Regions from separate parts of the Sus scrofa genome. Here region 1 is linked to region 2. The links are chromatin contacts, called in public HiChIP or PLAC-seq maps. All regions are on one chromosome and are shown on one strand. Each heading gives the region's core, a stretch centred on a gene start, on an enhancer-like site or on the middle of the called end of the contact. The rest is flanking DNA. Distances are from core to core; before and after follow the strand shown.

Region 1 (5,451 bases), core at 1,552-4,051, 330 kb after region 2:
GTTCTGGAGGGACTGGAGGCGGAGCCTCTCCCTGCCCATCTTGCAACCTCTGAGATTCTTCCCCTCTCTGCTTGCAATTCCTCCTTTTGGCGACTTTTCCTTTGGGACGCCTCCTTGAAGAGTCACCAGTCTTGAATTAAGAGTGGGGGTGGGGTCTATCTCAGGCTAATCTCTAGGGTATCCTCCTGGCTCCTTAGCAACTTCACCAAGGGCTCTCATTCACAAATGCCAATCCTTCTCTAGCAACCCTGCAGCCAGAACTCTTTAGAAGACCAGGCATCCCCTCCCTACCCTCCTTGGCGGAAAAAAATGCAGCGGGCGTAACTTCCCATCCTTTAACAGGGACTCTAGACAAGGACACCCCCCCTCCGCCCCCGCCAACCCAAAGGCTTCAACCTATTTCGTCCTGGATAGTTCCTCCCCCTCCAATTCCTGTCTGTTACTTCCCCTCTGCAAGAACTGGACGGAGGGAGCACACACTGCAGCTGGTGTCTACGGCCGCCCTTGAGGGCATTCCCCACCCCCAGCCCCAGGGAAGGGGCCGTGGAGGAGAGGGCTCTCCAGCCAAGTGGTCTGGGTTAGAGACCCCCTTCTTGCTGCAGCACCCTGGGGGAGTTGAGAGTGCAAATCTCTCCCTGCCCCCACCATGAGGCCCCTCCTACTTCCTACTTTGTGGGTGTGGAGACAGCCTCCAGGGCCTTGGTCCCAATTGATACCTCTTTGTCAAACCTCCCAGTGGTTTCCTTCACTGCCAGCTTCATCCTGGACCCTGTCCCACCAAACCTAGGAGGTTATAAACACTCTTACACCTGTTCTCCCCCTGGTGGGATCAGGAAAGGGATGTATTTCTGAACCCCATTCAGCGACCTGCCCCCCAGCCCAGCTGCTCCAGCCCAGACTGACGACTCCAAGCCTGTTTCTGTGGAAGGGGAGGAGAACTGCCCCAGGCAGAAGGGGAGGCACAGGAAGGTGACAGCTCCTCACCGTTTACCTTAGAGGGCAGGGCATCCTGCTGGGGCCTCAGCCCATGATGTTGCAAGTGCTCCCCTTCTCCTTCTCTGGGATGTGTAATGTTTGGGGAACACGATCACTCAGCCCCAACCTCAGAGACACCCACTCTAAGCCCTGTCAGTTGCTGTGGCCTGGGGTCCACCAAGGATCCCGATCAGTTAGGAGGCAGATGGCAAGGAGTCCACTCCGACTGTCTGGTCTTACTGCAGCACTCACAGGACACGGGTGCTCTCCTGGCTCCCCTCAGTCATCCTCCCAGGACTCGATGCTGCCGACCCATCGGATGCATCCATCGGACGGACGTGTAGGAAGCCTTCTGAGGCTGGCCAGAGAATGTCAAGTTGCCTAACTCCCACCGCTAGCATCCTGTGAGGAGGTACAGGTGCCTCAGTCTAAGGAAGGGCTCCTCAACGTTGGCACCACTGACATTTGGGGCCTGATGGGTCTTTGTTCTGGGGGTGGTCCCGTGCCTTGCAGAATGTTAACAACCCTGGTGACTAAGTACTAGATACCAGTAACACCCCTAGTTACGACAACCACAAATGCCTCTAAATATTGCCAAATGTCCCTGGGGAGCAAAACTGCCTCTAGTTAAGAACCACTGAGTAGGCTAATACCCTACACTGTCTCTTTGCGGGAGCTCCTCAAAGTCAATCCCCCACCATTAGACACAATGGAGGATTTCCAGTTCTAAAGCCAATCCTTCCCCTTCCGAAGAACCTTCAGCAGCTCCCCAAGACCTCCACTGTATAGATCATGATGCCAATTGGCATTCAAATCCTCCTACATAGGCCATCCCTGGCCTATCCTTTCATTTTCAGCCATCCTTCCCCCCTCCGCTGCCCTGGAGCTCTAGCTAATGAGGGTACCTCACTATTCTCACCTATATATGTCTTTGTCCCTGCAACAGTCTCAAGATTGTGTATGGGGGTGAGGGAGAACCATCCCGGAAGGCCCTTCCCCTGTTGGATTCTGTTCCTGAATTCTGAGTCTAGTCACTGCCTGGGTCGGGGTGGGCAGGTTCAGCTCTGGAAGATGCAGGCCCTGAGGCCTCTGACCTCCCAAAGGTCAGTCCTGGGCTCCCTCATCCACAGGGTGACCTCACAAAGGACAGTCCTGGGCTCCATCATCCCCCTGGGGATCTTTATTGTCAGATAGGATGGCTGGCAATAAAGATGGGGGATCTGCTTCTCATCTTAATGCACTTGTATTTTTGAAGCTCATCATCATCACCACCCTTATTTATTCCTATACGCCAGGCTCAGTACTAAGCACTTCATCTGCGTTGCCTTAATCACCTTTACATCGACCCCATGTTCCCTCAATATAATTATCTTCCTGATTTTATGTGAGCAAACTGGGTTTCAGAAAAGTTAAGACAGTAGCTTAAGATGACCAGCTCTAGTTGCAGGCTTTCTATCATTATCCTTTGCTAATGTTTTCGGACTGGGGAAGGTAGTATTTTCCCTCCAGGGCCCTCCCAAGAAGGGTCGGGCCCCCAACTACTCATTCCTCCCAGGACAGTCAGCTCCCAGGTGGCCTGAGACTCAGACTCTTTTGTTCCCAACCCTCCGCCTTGAAATGGCTGCTCTCTGGAGCTGCTCAAAGGAGGCACTGGCGGGAAAGGGGAGGGGGACAGAGGACAGCATATCGCTGGGCCTAATCTTTGGGCAACGGAGAACCAGACAACTGACCTTCTGGAGGTCAGGACAAAGGGCAGGGATGGGGTGGCCAGGGCCCAGCTGCGCCTCCTCCTTCCTCCCCTCTGTCAATCCCTGCAGCACCATCATCGATCCACCTTCCCAGCAAGCTCCCAGCTCTCTGCTCAAGCTGGGCCTGACTCGGCTTGAGGCCCCACCTCAGCTGGCACTAGCAAGGGGATTGGGGGATCGATTCCCCAGGCCTGGGAAATAGGACTACTTTGGGGGAGGGGAGTCAGAAGGGACTTATTGCCTCCTTCCACAGGACACAGGGGAGAAAAATCCTTTCGGAGAACCTGGAGGGGTCCTCTGATGGGGCTGGGGGTGGTTCAGAGCCTGGACCACCCAGTTTGGAGCCGGGAGAGACCCAGAAGATTAGAGACTTGGGTAAAGCAGTGGTGCAGGTCTGTAATTACCCCAGAGGAGCAGGGAAGACACCAACTGTGGGATGATGGAGGAAGGGCAGGCGTAAAGGTTCCCGGGCCTCTCCCCACCCCAGCCATCACCGGGGGAGAGAAAGCATAGCCCTTTTAGGGAGCTTCTTGTGACCCTCCTTCAGGTCTCCCCACGTTCCCAGGTGAATTTATTGGAGGTGGGCTTGGGAGAGAATGTAGACTGGAAGCTGCCGCTGAGATCCCCAGAACCGGAGCTCCCAGGCTCCAGGGTGGGATTGGGGGTTCCCATCCCGGCTCCCCCCTACTCCCCTCAGTCCCAGCGGCGGGTGAGTCACCAAAGCGCTCCCTACATAGTCGGCTCACGCTGCGGCGCATACCAACGCGCGGCCGCGGGGGAGGCAGCTGGACGGGCGTTCTCCGGGTGTCGTGGCGTCCCCTCCACCGCAGCCCGCATTAGAGGCGTCCCCAGGCTCGAGGTCCCGCGCCCCAGGACGGGGGCGGGGCGCGCGCGCGGCCGCTCAGTGCTCCGGCGCTGCGGGGGCGGCTCTCCCCGCGTCGCACTTGGTACGCGCCGGCGGGGAGGCCAGGCCCAGCCCGGGCGGTACAATAGGGTTGGGCCGCGGCCGGGACTGGGCCGGCGACTGGCAAGGAGCAGAATCGCGGCCGGAGCCGGCAGACACTGGGCGGCCGGCGAGTCCGAGCCCGCAGGCCACCAGCCGAGTCAGCCTCGACCTTCTCCGGAGCTCCCTCCACCTCCGAATCGTTGCCCGCCGGGCCGGGCCGGGCGTGATGCGCCGCGGGACCCCTATCTTGGCCGCCGGCCGCCGCCGCCGTCGCCGCTGAGACCCCCGAGATACCCCCCCAGCCGTAACGCCGCAGCCATGGAGAGCGGCTCGCGTTCGGAGCCGGGTGCCGGCGCACCCCCAGGTATGCCAGAGGATAGATGGGAGAGGGGCATCTAGGGGCCTCGGGAAGGCCGAGGATGAGGCCGGCCCGCTCAGCGGGGACCCCTCCCTCGCCGCGCCCTCTGACCACTTGGAAGTTTAAAAATAAAGGCTGTGGCGGCGTCGGCGGCTCTGGGCCACAGACGCATCTTCTGACAGCTGCCCCCTCCCCCACCCCGGGCGCTGGGAAGGCCTGAGCGGCGGGGTCCGCCGGGACCCTGCTGTGGAGTTGCTGGTGACCCTTCTGCCCCCGTCCAGTGTCACCTCAGCTTCCCTGCCTCTACCCACCTTCCCAGTCCACCCCAGGCCTTGAAGATCTTCTTCTCCCGAGTGGGGCGTCTGTCCCCCTCCCCATCCCTGATGGGCACGTGTGACCCCTGCCTGGATGTGTGTGTCGGGGGTCCAGATTTTCAGGCCGGAAGCCTTGCATACCGAAGCCTAGGCCCTGGCGCCCCCCACGCCCAGGCCCTGGCCCAGACCTCGCCCCCACCCCATCCCTCCAGCTGCCGCGCAAAGGGCCTGTTGCTGCAGAGGGCTGGCCGGGAGGGGAGGCGAGGGGGAGGTCTCTAGCGGCGGCTGCCAAGTAACCCGCCGGATAAAGGCGAGGGGGAGGGGGAAGCGGCATTGTTTGGGGCGAGGGCGGGAGCTGGGGAGTGGGCTGATTCCCCTGCAGCCTGGCCTACTCTGGAGCCCACCCAGTCCGATTTGGGGAGGAGGGGGCCAGAAGTAAATCTGTCCATCCTGTCGTCCTCCTTTTCAGCCTCTCTGGGTCTGAGGCTTTCCCTGGAGAATGTACGAGGCCGGCACTCCAGGGACCTGCCACATCATTCCTCAGCCTGAGGCCTCAGATACCTACCTTCTTTTGACACACACACACACACACACACACACACACACACACACTCCCCCCCCCCCCCCCTTCAAAGCTCTCCTCTCTCCTCCCCTCACCCCACCAACCACCAGTGCCGGGACTTCTGCAAATCCCATTCGGATCTGGGAGCAGCTGATGAGGGGGTGGGGACAGGTTTCTGGTTGGGCCTGGGGTTGGAGGGAGGGATTTCTCTTTCTCTTTCTTCCTGGAAAGGGAGGGAAGAGCATGATTACTGAGGACCCGAGTTCTGTTCCCACTGACTCAGGGGGGAGGTGGCCCCAACCCCACACCTCCAGAGAGTCCTAGAGCCTAATCCCTGTCACCTCCCTGCCCCCTGGGGTGTAGGCCCAGGATGAAACAGTGTCTATGGGTGCGGAGAGCCCAGGACAAGGTGGAGCCGCTTGGCTGTGGGTGGGCTCCTCCCCATGCCAGTGTGGGTGCTTCAGGGGGACCCTGTGGGTATGGGAGCTGACGGACGCAGAGGGGAGCTTATCAGACTGGTGTAGTTTGGGAGGTTTGGAGGCTGTGCT
Region 2 (5,382 bases), core at 1,318-3,817:
CTAGTGGGAGTGAGTTTTGGAAGGAGACTGTAGATCATCAGAGTGATCAAGAGTGACAAATGTGAGAGACAGGGATTAAGGCGTTGTAGTCCTGACTACGGCATAAAAACATGTCATACTCAGGTTTCTGGGGCTATTTTCAGTACAGGAAACAAGCTATGGTCTCTGCTCAACACATCAAATAGATTATAAGGGACATTTTGTTAGGAAGTGAGAGGGGGAAAGTCAGTCTCAAACCAGATTAGAAGGCATCAGCACTGAGTAAACTGTGGGAGGAATTTAGCCTGGAGTGGAGAAGGGAGGTGGCTACTAGGTTTAACTCAAAACTTGAACTTTAGTTAGTTTTTCTTATCCTCTAAACTGTCCACCAGTCTGTTCATTTAGTGAATACTTCCTTTTCTTCAAACTTTCTGTCCCTTTCATTGTTTCCAGTAAATATTTGGTTTAACAGAGAAGTAGTATGGCACTATGGAAAGAACTTGGAGTATGTTATCAGTAGACTGGAACCAGTTACTTGATTAAAAGTCCCAATTCCATAGCCAGCCAAGGCTGGAATCAGCTAGGAATAGAATGCAGGATTTTATTTATTTATTTATTTTTGTTGTTGTTGTTGTTGTTGTTGTTGCTATTTCTTGGGCCGCTCCCGCAGCATATGGAGGTTCCCAGGCTAGGGGTTGAATCGGAGCTGTAGCCACCAGCCTACGCCAGAGCCACAGCAACGCAGGATCCGAGCCGCGTCTGCAACCTACACCACAGCTCACAGCAACGCCGGATCGTTAACCACTGAGCAGGCAGGGACCGACCGCACTCATGGTTCTAGTCGGATTCGTTAACACTGGCCACGGGATCTATTTTTATTTTTTATTTTTTTGTCTTTTTAGGGCCGCACCCACGGCATGTGGAGGTTCCCAGGCTAGCAGTCAAATCGGAGCTACAGCTGCTGGCCTATGCCACAGCCACAGCAACTCGGGATCTGAGCCACTTCTGCGACCTACACCATAGCTCATGGCAATGCTGGACCCTTAACCCACTGAGCGAGGCCAGGGATCAAACCTGCAATTTCATGCTTATTAGTTGGGTTCGTTAACCACTGAGCCAAGATGGGAACTCCTAGAATGCAGAATTTAGAACTCAAATTTTTCCATGCTTTTCTGTCCTATCATGCAATGCAGAGCCTGACTTTCTTAGCTTCCCTAAGTTTTAGTCTCCTCATCCATACTGATAACTTTCTTAATAATATCTACTTTATAGGTGGTTGTGAAGATTAAATGACATGTGAAGCCCATAAGACAGTGTCTGGCCACAATGTGCCCCTAATATTTTTTTAATAATTTTTATCATACAGAAATTACTTGGCTCTATGGCTGCACACGGAAAGTGTTCAAATGACTATCTCACTACACATGTTATAGGCTGAATTGTGTCCCCTCAAAATTCACATGTTGAAATCCTAACCCCCACCCCATTATTTCAGAACTTGCTGTATTTGGAGACAGGGTCTTTAGGGAGGTAATTTAATTAAATCGAAGTCTGTAAGTTGAACCTTAATCCAGTATACTGGTGTCCTTATAAGAGGACATTTGGACACAGAAGGAAAGCCATGTGAAAACACAGGGAGAAGACGGCCATCTATAAGCAAAAGAGAGAAATCTTAGAGAAACCAACCCTTGATGTGGGATGTCTAGCCTCCATAACTGTAAGAAAATTAACTTCTGTTGTTTAAAATCACTCAGTCTGTGGTACTTTTGTAATAGCAGCTCTAGCAAATGAGTACAGCATATGCATTGTACCTTTTTATCTGGTGGACAGAGATCTGTCTCATTCTGAAGACTATGTTCTTCAATTTAAAGTCCCAACTAAACACCCCAGCTGGCTCTGCCGGGCTGACCATGCCATCTTGGAGTGGGGTTTTGCTCCTTTGGCTCTTGGCTGCTAAGGTGACGTCATCAGAGATCGCAAGTCATCAGAGAAAGCAAGACTTTTCAGTGACTAGTGACTTGCTGAGCAGAGGTGCTCGTCATCGTCTGCAAGAGAATGCATCGTTCATCATAGTCCATTCCCGTGGTGCTTTCAGCTACATGGGTCAGGACCGGCACCTCAGTGTACAGTCTTGGATGAAGAAGTGGAGGGAAAATGCTGTGTCTGTGGTGACCCCGGTGTTTTCAGTCCTGGGACACTCACTGGAGAGAGAGAAGACAGAGGTGAAAGAAGAGGTCTGAAGTGGGAGATCTCGGGACCCTTTCCACCGACAGAAGTGGAGAGCTGTGTCTGTGGATCCGGGGTTCTGGTCCCCATCTTTCGCGGAGGCTCTGGGAGTGTAGCGTGTAGGGCCCCACGGCCCTTCGCCCAGGAAGGCCGCCCTGGGCCACAGGACAGTGCAGGCGGGCGCGCGCGCACTCGACACATCCTCGGGGTGCTGCCCTCTCTGGGCAAGCGCCCGCCCCCCTCTCCACCCTGCCCCTGCCCCCCGCCGGGCTGGGTGGACCCGGCGTCCGGGGCCGCGCACGCCTCCTCCGCGAGCCAGGACCCCGGGCCGCGCGCGCCCCACAACCCGCGCCCCCTCCCCGCCTGGCGGGCGCGCGCCCCGGCTCCCGCTCCCGCTGGCAGCGGCGGCGGCGGGGATTGTTTTTGTTGCCGCTGAGGCCGGAAGAGCCGTGGGAGCCGAGTCCCTGTCCCCCGGCCGGGCGCCGCCGCCGCCCCCTGCCCAGCGCCCGCGTCTCCGCGGCGCCCCCCCAGCGCCAATATTCCGGAGATCAAGCGTTACGCGGCGGCGGCGGCGGGGCCCGGAGCGGGAGGCGCCGGGGACCGGGGCGAGGCGGCCCCCGCCGCCGCCATGGAAGCAGTGGGACCCGGTGAGGAGCGCGCTCGGTCTGGGACGGGGACTGCACCCCGGCACGGGTGGGCAGGAGGGCCGGCCGCTCCCTGTGGCCCTCATCGAGTCGCGCGTACCTGGGTTGGGCCATTAGGCCTGGGGGAAGGGGACTGGTGCCCCATGGCACAAGGCAGAGGGAGCTGACCTGGGCCTCGGGGCGGGGGGGCGCGGGGACCGCGCCCCAACAAGGAGAGATGAGCCAGTTCTTAAGGTCTAAGAGAGGGAGGCCCAGGAAGGTGACCTGCGTACCCAGGTAGAGGGGAGACCTGACCCAACCTCAGAGAGCTGTGCTCCGCGGTGGAGGCGAGGCCAGTTTGGGCCTCAGAAGGGACGATCTGTGCGCAGTGGAGGCCTGTACCGGCAAGGACTACCCCACCTACTACCAGGAGTATTTTTGGCTTGAGGCCGCACCCCTATTTTTCTTTGCACTGGCAGGCAGTTCAGAGCCCTCAGATAAAGAAGAAAGAGAACTTCCCTTAAACACTTCTCATTACCACCGAAGGCCAAGGGGCAAAGTGCCCACCCTTTCTCAAAGGCCCTGAAATCTTGGGGAATCTAGTCCTATGCCTCGGTCTGTGAGTCTGTGTCACAGACCCAGTGATCTGTGCTAGTGCCTTAGTGACGGCCGAGTTACTCGCCAGCGCGCGCGCTCCAGCAGAAGCTTTAACGCCCCAAGTGTCTTCTAATTGGGTTATGGGTAGTTGTGAGGATCAAATGAAGGAGAAAGTGCTTTGGAAACTGTAATTCCCCATCATTGTGAATGGCCTCTGGTTATCTCCCCAGTTCTGCCCAAAGCGGGGGAACCATTCCTGGTTGTAACCAATACCCTGCAGATTGGCATCTGGTGTTCTTACTTGGAACCCCAACAAGTTTCTAATGTCTTGGCTAAGTAGGGCAGGGTTTAGGGGCTGTGTTAGAATTAACTTTTAACGTTATACCTTGTCTACACAGTGGACTTTGTTGTAAAGCATTTCATTTTTATAGTGTGTAGAAAATTCAGTCTACCATTTGAGCTTGGAAACTTTGCAGGTTTGTTTACTTAAAACTTGTTTACATAGCTGAATGGTGAAACCCCACCTTAATTTGCTACTTAAAGTATTTTTTAAAGGCCCTCATAATCAAATTTCACATGCCTTTTAAAAATAAATTGGTTTTGTCACAATATTATTTGATCACCCTCAATGTGAGTATTACACTGGGCTATTTCAGCTATGTCCCCCGGCTAAAGGCATGATCAGGTCTTTAGGAATGTGACAGACTTCTGTTCAAATCCAGTCTAGTAATTTGATAGTTGTATAACCTTGGGCAAATTACTTAATTCCTTTGAACTTTCATTTCCTCATCTATAAAATGAGGGTAATAATAATTATGTGCTGCAAGATTGTTGTGAGAATCAAATAAGAATGTATATGAGAAATCTTGTTGGAGAGAGTAATGCATTATGGATACTTAACAAATGGTTTTTCCCTCCCTTCCCTGTTAGTAAGTCATAATTGAATCAACTGTTGCATTTATGAGCTGATATTGAAAGAGACTTCAACTGTTGCATTTATGAGCTGATATTGAAAGAGACTATGTAACTGTGTATACAGATGAAATTCATGGGAAAGATTGCCCTGACTCTTGGTGCGGGGGGAGCTGATTTTAGCTTTTGCAGATTGGAGGGCTTATCAGTTCACCTTGGATTGTGGAAAATTAATTCTCACTAACCATATTTATAAGACATTAATGAGTCAGCCAAAATGTCGCATAGATCTTTTCTGTTAACTGAGATATTTTCTTGTCTGCTGTCTAGCAGACTCCTTTTTTTGGTGTCACAGTACCTTGGAAGCCCAGTTCATAGCAAGAAGCTGCTTGATGAGTCTGGAATCAGAGCAAAGGGATTTTCTGGTCTTGTGGGATATTTCATCCAGGCTAAGAACCTAGAGAAGCTTTCCTGCTTCTTTGTTAAAGCACCTGTATCTAGTGCTCTGTTCCCTCCACTCTTGCACAATCATTGAAGCATGTTCAGTCTTGCTATTGCTGTCTGTCCCTCATTCAATTTTGATTTCTGACAACCATAACTTGGAAATAAATATATTTAATTAGATTACCATGTATTTTGCTCTATTAATGATAACATTTATTTTCACAGTGCCTTATAGTTTGGAAAGTGCTTTCATAGCTGATAGCTCATTTGATCCTCTGTGAGGAAGGCAAGGCAGGTGTTAGCCCCATTGTACAGATGAGAAAAAGTTCAGAGAGCTTATCATGATTTTATCAAGGTCTCAAGGCTGAGTGGTGAAGTAAGGATAATGCCCTCCTCTTTTAAGCTGACTTTATCCAATCTATGTTGAGTCATACTCCTTACCTTTTTGGAAGATAAGATTCTCTGACTTTGTCACTAAATTTTGGAGTTGCTTCCAATATGAAGACCTTTGAGCACTGATATAACATTTATGTAAGTGAAATCATAATAGCTAACATTTATTGAGTGCTTACCATTATGAGCCACTGTATTCAGCCTTTTC

The links. HiChIP or PLAC-seq counts read pairs in DNA pulled down with a chosen protein or histone mark.
Region 1: a contact with region 2 is called in an H3K27ac HiChIP or PLAC-seq map of alveolar macrophages. The contact joins the promoter of MAP7D1 here to the promoter of CLSPN in region 2. A contact is called at or near these places in 1 of 5 promoter capture datasets (fetal liver) and 1 of 2 datasets of contacts at active chromatin or transcription factors (alveolar macrophages).

The regions. Positions count from the first base shown.
Region 1 is chr6:92,295,191-92,300,641 of Sscrofa11.1, forward strand. It overlaps MAP7D1 (MAP7 domain-containing protein 1), which reads left to right and starts at 2,802. Exons shown (of 18, transcript XM_021095927.1): 1 at 2,802-4,033. The coding sequence starts at 3,988.
Region 2 is chr6:91,965,503-91,970,884 of Sscrofa11.1, forward strand. CLSPN (claspin) reads right to left here and starts at 2,568. Exons shown (of 26, transcript XM_021095923.1): 1 at 1,791-2,568. It overlaps AGO4 (argonaute 4, RISC catalytic component), which reads left to right and starts at 2,834. Exons shown (of 18, transcript NM_001194972.1): 1 at 2,834-2,852. The coding sequence starts at 2,834.